Regions from separate parts of the Mus musculus genome. Here region 2 is linked to region 1. The links are chromatin contacts, called in public ChIA-PET maps. All regions are on one chromosome and are shown on one strand. Each heading gives the region's core, a stretch centred on a gene start, on an enhancer-like site or on the middle of the called end of the contact. The rest is flanking DNA. Distances are from core to core; before and after follow the strand shown. Region 1 holds the start of Mrfap1 (Morf4 family associated protein 1). Region 2 has its middle 7.4 kb from the start of Gm52814.

What was found. ChIA-PET counts read pairs in DNA pulled down with a chosen protein or histone mark.
Region 2: a contact with region 1 is called in an RNA polymerase II ChIA-PET map of memory CD8 T cells, with 6 read pairs. The contact joins the enhancer-like site here to the promoter of Mrfap1 in region 1. A contact is called at or near these places in 2 of 39 promoter capture datasets (embryonic stem cells and neural stem cells), 1 of 484 Hi-C or Micro-C datasets (embryonic stem cells), 2 of 115 datasets of contacts at active chromatin or transcription factors (memory CD8 T cells and pancreatic cancer cells) and 2 of 9 other capture datasets (adipose tissue and liver).

The regions. Positions count from the first base shown.
Region 1 is chr5:36,794,924-36,798,635 of GRCm38.p6, reverse strand. Mrfap1 (Morf4 family associated protein 1) reads left to right here and starts at 1,882. Exons shown (of 2, transcript NM_026242.3): 1 at 1,882-2,433; 2 at 2,692-3,712. The coding sequence starts at 2,043. The coding sequence ends at 2,420.
Region 2 is chr5:37,035,198-37,038,909 of GRCm38.p6, reverse strand. It overlaps a transcript of Jakmip1 not described here. Among named protein-coding and RNA genes, the nearest start is that of Gm52814, 7.4 kb to the right of the region's middle. Within about 2 kb of position 1,874, at least 22 of the 459 cell types and tissues checked have an H3K27ac peak or open chromatin away from gene starts, as enhancers often do. A contact at or near this core is called in memory CD8 T cells, where this site is marked.

The DNA of each region.
Region 1 (3,712 bases), core at 633-3,132:
CTTTTACAACCTAAGCTAATACTTAGCTATTACATTATGTACTCTTCCATGCCGCTGACCCAGACAAAACAGCAAATACAAAAATTGGAAGCAACTTCCTAAAATCTACTATAAAGTTTGAAAGCAACCGATGATTATCTGTTGAAAAATAATGATAAGTTTGTGATCTGGGTCAGTCGGGATTAGTTGGCATCAGTGACTTAATCCTTTGTTAAAGATTTCTACAAAGTGCCCCATTCCTTCCCCATTCGATGCTGATGCTTTCAAAGTCACTCAGTAAAGATGAAGCAAAGCCCTTTGTTAAGGACAGACACACCCCTCACAGAAGGACAGACAGAGTCAGAGATAAACAGATTCCCAAGAGAGCCTTTAGGCAGGCACAGATTCAGAGTCACACAACAGACAGACAGAGGACAGACAACACAGGGAGCCTGAAACACACAGTTCGGATCTGGACTCACTCTTAGTTAAACAACTCCAAGAAGAATTGCTTCTGTTTCTTTCCTTAATGTGACACTGATACATTATTGGTAACTCAGAGGGAATCACTAATGGGTACAATCCATGTGCAGGGTTTTGGGTGGATTCATGGGTTCAACTAATTTGCTGGGTTGTACAGTAGAAGCTGTCTTAGCCATAGAGATCACATTCCCACCAATTAAGACGGGAGGGAGGGGCAGAGTGAGAGGGTGAGGGAGGGGAAGGGAGAGTAGTAGCGAGAGGGAGAGAAAGAAGAGAATTTCCTGGGATCAATGTATACCAGCCTTTCCCCATGTCAGGGTTCTGCAGTCTAAGTATCCTGATGCAGTGTGCAACAGTATCCCATTGTCCTCTGAACCATTTGCTTATTCATGTTCTTACCCTGGATTATTTTTAAACAAAAGCCACTGAGTGTAGAGTCCAATTAAAGATATGCACTTTATATATGCCTATGGTTGGTTTTTGCAAAATGGTTTCACGACTTGTGGTTAGAAAACCAGTGAGATACATAGTTTAGATTCCTGAGAAAGTACTGTCTGATCGTAGACTAAGAATTCGGCATCTCCCCTTAAAGTTCAGTGTTGGTTGAGTAACAGTTACGCAAATGTAGTCGTCTGAGCCAACTTCTGTCCTTTCCACAGCAAGTGATCACCAACTGAATGTGACCTGGGGCCTCAGAAAGCATCAGACAATAGTTTCACCTTAGGAAGCCAGGAGCTCTGTCAGGTAAAAACACACCCAGCCACTCCGTCAATCAAGATATGATAATTCACTTAAACTAACCAAAGGGGCGGAGCTATGAGCAGGATGACTGTCCACACATGGCTTTCCAAGATTCCTCTTTCCCCAGTTTCGAAAAACTGTTTTTGTTGTTGTTGTTGTTGTTTGTTTGGTGGTTTTGATTTGTTTTGAAACAGGGTCTATGTACTGAACTCACTATGTACACCAGGATGACCTCAAACTCAAGGATCGGTCTGCCTGCCGCCTCTACCTCCCAGGTGCTGGAATTAAAGGCGGGCTCTTTTTCTTTTTTAAAAGTAAACTTGTCGGGTGCGGTGGCTCACACCTGCGACACGGGAAGCTACGGCAAGAGGACTGCCTAGAGTTCAAGATCAGTTTAAGCCAAATAATTGAGTTCCAGGCCAGCCTTGGCTACAGCGTGAGGTCCTGTTTCAAAAAGTAAATAAATAAAATCGGAATAAGATACAGGAAGGGACGAACTTCGCATCACCCAGAGCAGCTGCAAAAGCTGCGAAAGGGAGGCCGACCTAATGTCAGCGCGCGGCCGCAGAGGCGCTCGCCCCGCCCCTTCGTGGACGCGAGCGCGCCCGCCCCTTTCAGCGCGGCCGTAAAGAGGGGGCGCGGAGGTGTCGTGAAAGGGGTCGCAAAGCGCCGAGCGCTGGTTGACGGTTGAGACTCCATTTTGTTCGTCGCTCGCCCGCTCGGCAGTCACTCGTCTCCGTGGCTTCTCCGAGGCGGAAAGTTGGACCGGCGGCGGAAGTTTTGAGGACTCGGCCCGAGCTCCGTCCGTGAGGGTCGTGCAGACGAGCAGAGCAGCGGCGATGCGGCCCCTGGACGCGGTGGAGCTGGCGGAGCCCGAGGAGGTGGAGGTGCTGGAGCCCGAGGAGGACTTCGAGCAGTTTCTGCTGCCCGTCATCCACGAGATGCGCGAGGACATCGCGTCGCTGACGCGCGAGCGCGGGCGCGCGCCGGCGCGCAACCGGGGCAAGCTGTGGGAGATGGACAATATGCTGATCCAGATCAAGACGCAGGTCGAGGCCTCCGAGGAGAGCGCCCTCAACCACCTGCAGGGTGCCGGCGGCGCCGAGCCCCGCGGCCCCCGGGCGGAGAAGGCCGACGAGAAGGCGCAGGAGATGGCGAAGATGGCCGAGATGCTGGTGCAGCTCGTGCGGCGGATAGAGAAGAGCGAGTCTTCGTGAGGAGCCGGCCGCGGTAAGGGCGGGAGCCTGGCGGGGCGTGGGCGACGGTGGGGGAGGAGGCTGGCTTGTCGCCTCGGGAGTAAACTAGGCCCCCCCTGGGGAAGGAGTAATAGCAAATCGTCGGCGGGGAGACCGTGGAAGTTTCCAGATGGTGCTGGAGAGCATGGGGCCCTAAGTGAGACAGCGTCCAGAAGGGGGCCGGGTATTTGCTTTGCTGTCCGGACAGCGTGATTAACCTCTCGGTGATGAATCTCTCCCGCCCGTGCCTTAGGTTTCCAGCCAATGGATTCTGGTTGAGTGATGGCGATTGGCTGACATGACACCCTGGAGAAGCTGAAACCAGAGAGCCTTTTGTTTTCCTTTTTTTTTTTTTTTATCTCCTTCTTATTTTTTTTTCTTTTCCCCTCTGTCTTCCCTCTGTTTCTCACTGACACTACGTTTCTGCTATGGTCTGCGGTTGACGACCTCGATATGAGTTTTTGATTATTCGGTGGTTCCTTTTTTTTGTTTGTTTGGGGGAAATAACTTTGATTTGGAAAATGCGCTCACATACGGGAATTAGGGCCTAGATTGTAAGCCCTGTGGCAGTTGAATAACGTTCATTCCTGGCCTTTGGTTGTTGTTCCTAAATTTTGAGGTGCTTTGCTCTTTCTTGGGTGACCTGATAGCTCCCTGAACTTTGAATCTCTGTGACACTTGAGACTCAGAGTTGAAGCTCACCGCCTCTGAAAGTTCTGAAGGAGCTGTGTTAATTCTCGAAGACTCCATGCAGCAATGGCAGAAGAGACCAGACTTCATCCGGGACAGTGGATGGGCCTTACATGGCTAGGACTGATGACCTGGGAGAAGGGTCGGAGGATAGTATTGTTTCTATTGGGGGACTTTAATTTCTGTGTGAGACCAAAGGAGGAGAGATGTATTTTGTGCAAAATTTAAATTTTATGTGCTACACTATCTATTGTAACCTGCCTGGTGAGTTTGTTGGGACAGCCTAACTCATTTCTAAAAGAAATGGAACCTCGGATGGGAGAAGAGGTCTTGTTAGTCTGTACAAGTTGGTATCCCCATATATTCGAGGAGATCCTGGCCATAAAATGAAAGATCCTTGCAATACCCTGTGTGGCCTAGGAAGGAAAACCTGCAATGGACCCAAAACTTAAAAGAAGAGGCGTCTTAAAGGTTCATATGTAGTCGAACTATAAATGTATGAGTGGCAGACCTGATAAGCGTTTGAGGTCAAAACCCTTACCATGTTGAAAACAAAATCTTACATGTTAATAAAAGTATTCGTT
Region 2 (3,712 bases), core at 625-3,124, 240 kb before region 1:
GCAAAAACTGAAAGATAGCTGCAACCCAGTGGCCTGGGGCTTGTGAACTCTCAAAATGACAACTTATACTATGAAATGGTTGATTCTGCCTGCTTCCCTGTCCTCTGCTGGAGGACTCCCATTTCCCGATACCCTACAGCAACAGGGCTAGTTTGTGTCTTGGAGCATCTAGTGTTAGTCTTGAGCAAAACTACAGAAACAGGCTGAGGGAGGTCTGGGGAGGGGGCACATGATGCTGTGGGAGAAGAATCTCAGAAGGAAAGCCTGGTAATGAAGATGAGCTCCAAATGAAGGCATGGCATTGGCTGGGCAGGAATGGGCAAACAGAGAAAGCCTGCTTGGTCAGGAACAGTGGCTAGACAGTGCAGCCAACAAAGCAAGTCCGTTCCCTGTCCAGAGGATGCTCCAGGGACAGCCCATTGCCTCCATTCATATAATGTGTCTGTAACAACTAGGAAATATTCCCTTATTGTCATAGTTTGAATATGATTGGCCCAGGGAGTGGCACTATTTGGAGGTGTGGCCTTATTGGAGTAGGTGTGTCACTGTGTACATGGATTTAAGACCCTTGCCCTAGCTTCCTGGAGGTGAGTATTCTGCTAGCAGCCTTCAGATGAAGATGTAGAACTCTCAGCTCCTCCTGTATCATGCCTGACTGGATGCTGCCATGTTCCTGCCTTGGTGATAACGGACTGAACTTCTGAACCTGTAAGCCAGCCCCAATTAAATGTTGTCCTTCTAAGAGTTGCCTTGGTCATGGTGTCTGATCACTCATGGAAAGAGAGGACTTAAAGGACTCAAGAAGTTGGAGGCTGTAGAGAAGGCTCAGTAACTGAGAGTACTTGTTGCCCTTGCAGGGAATCTAAGTTCATTTCTCCAAATCTACACATCTTGTGGCTTATAGTCAATCATAACTCCAGTTCCAAGGGATCTGATGCCCTCTTCTGACCTCCCTGAGCACCAGACATGCATAACACATGTACACCTGCAGGAAAAACACTCATACATACAAAATAAAGATATTTTTAATTCCCTAGGAAGTAAATAAAACTTAGAAGTCTCAGGAAGCACCTGAAACTCACAGGACTCACACACACACACACACACACACACACACACACACACACACACACACACGACCCTCGATCACATAGCCAAAGTCATTTCAATTTATGTGTGAGCCCAACCCACTTCCACCTTGATACCTGCCAGACACTTTCAGGCACCAGAGCTCCACGGAAGAAGCCAGCAAGGGATCATTCAACACACAGTGTCCTAACTGGCCTGGCAGAAAGTGGTAGATTAGGCACCCCTGCTGGAGATAGCAGGGGCCACAGCCATGTAGGGAAGTACTGGAAAACATCTTAAGTTTCTAGGGTAAAATATTGTAGCCGACTTGAGAAACTAATACCCTTAGTAGAAGTGACACTAGGAGTGTCCAGCACTCTCCAGACATATCAGAGTGACTACCTAGGCTACAAGTTAGTGATAAGCAACTGTGAGCCCTCCCACTCCCACCCCACAGCACAAAGCTATGAGCAGAAAACCTTGTGGATGGGACCATCAGTATTCCCTGCCTCCAGCCTTCAAAAAGCCATTTGGGCTGGTGTCAATACTAGGTTTGTATTTTTATTCAAACTGTGTGCCCTGTGGGTCTCTCCCCTCCCCAACAAAGGCAGCTCCAGGTTCTCTAAGACCTGGGGGCCCAAGATACAAGAAACCCTGCTGAGGACAATGGTTCCCTGTCACTGTTTGTCATCAGGCTGAGCTTCTGGTTCACAGAACAGGAAACCAAAGAGCCACAATCCTCCCTGGCCCAAGGTCACACAGGCAACAGAAGACAGAGTTGGGGTGGGGAAACTGGTGGGTGTAAATACCTTGTACTACCAACACTTAGCCTCAGGGAGCTTCAGCCTACAGCAGCAGGGCCCAACATGGATACTGTCACTTCAGTTGTGCAGTGCTAGAGCAAGCCCAGGCCTTGGGCAGGGGTCGGGGAGGCGGGGCTAGTTAGCCCCGAGCCTACCCCATCAGTCTGTCACTTTAAATATTCTAGTGATTACATCATAAAATTGAAACAGCAACTAGTAATATTAACAGTACTCAACACCTCCCCAGCAGGACCCTCTCCCCACATGCCCATGGCTCCACTCACCCCTGGGCTTATTCACATTAGTAAGTCTGACCCCTTGCCTGCTGGAGTCATGTCTCAGAGCTCAGGAGCCACACTGCTGCAACAGCAGCTCAGCTCCGGAGGTCTCCTGGTCATCTGACACAGGTACCTGAGTTTCCAAGCCTGAGGACGCTCACTCAGTCTAAGCACCTCCAGCAGGGGTATCACAAACCTTATACTGGGCTAGCCTTTCATGCCTTAGCAACAGCAGACCGGGGAAAAATAAGGACACCCTCCAGATCTTACAGAGGATGCAGAACCCAGAAAAAAATGAAGCCTTGTGCTCAGAGTGAGCAAGGCAGCATGGGGAAAACTAAGTCACCCCACCTCCACGCAGCAGTGATGAGTGGTGCACGTGAACACCACCTGGATGGCTGAAAACTTGGGAAATGAGTCTCCGCATGCATGATGCTCTTCAGGGTGGAGAGTGGACGTGAAAGAGGGAAACAAAGTCATATCAGCTCACGATGACTCTCAGAAGGAAACTGAAGCAAGGATGAGGGGAAAGTGGAGTTCTGACCTGCGACAGCACTTTAAGATGGGAAGGAAGCCAAACAGTCATCCAGGGCCAGGGCAGAAGACAGCCTTCCAGAGAGCAAACAGCAAACAGAAATGCTCGTCACAGCAAGAGTCCGGCATGTTCCAGAAACTGGCAGAGAGGCAGCTAGGGTTCCCTGCACTGTGCCAGCAGGCCTCCCTTGGCCGCTCCCCCACTCCTCAAGTCCTCTCCCCAGCTTCGGGGTACTCCCATGCTCTTGCTGGGGAGATGAGGAGCCACTAAACTGGACTCCTGGTTGGATGCTCCCAGCACAGGGCTGGGCATGGAGGACCCAGAACCATTGCAATGGTTAGTTAGCTTTATGGTCTGTAAATTTACATCGGTTATTTTTGTTGTTGTTGTTATTGTTTTAAGAAGTCATGTAGAACAGGGAAGGAGGTGGACTGCCTCAATGGAAGATGCAGATTGTTGACATCATTAAACAGTGTCCCATGCTGGAGTGCACAGGTACAGTGCCAGCCTCCAAAACACTATTAAAAGGGACATGGAAGGAGCCCTCTAATCTGTCGCTACCCACCTGACTTTTATGCCTCAGCTCTGCGGGGAAACAGGACACCCCTCCCATGGCACATCCCACTCTGTCCATCCCCGAGTTAAGTACCAAAACCTCTGGACTCAAAACACTGCGAGGGAGAGGCTACAGGCCAGAAGGCTGAGCCAGCACGTCCCTGTGACCTGGAATACACAAGCACATTACCACCACAAAGCCCAGACCCCACTGATGCACACAGAACCTCTTTCATTCCTCAAAGTGGTCCTTCAGCCAAGCCAGGGCCACAGGGAGAGAAAGCAGGCGGCCAGTGCCCAGTCCCAGGTTGCCATGGTTAGGCTGAAGTCATCAGGGCACTGAAGTGTACCAGGCCCTGGATAGGGGGAAGAGGCCACACTCAGGTCACACCGAACAACACATAACAGACCAATAGCTGCCCGAATGTGCTGTCCCAGGAGACAACTTCTGTCTGCTGCACAGTGCCAAACAA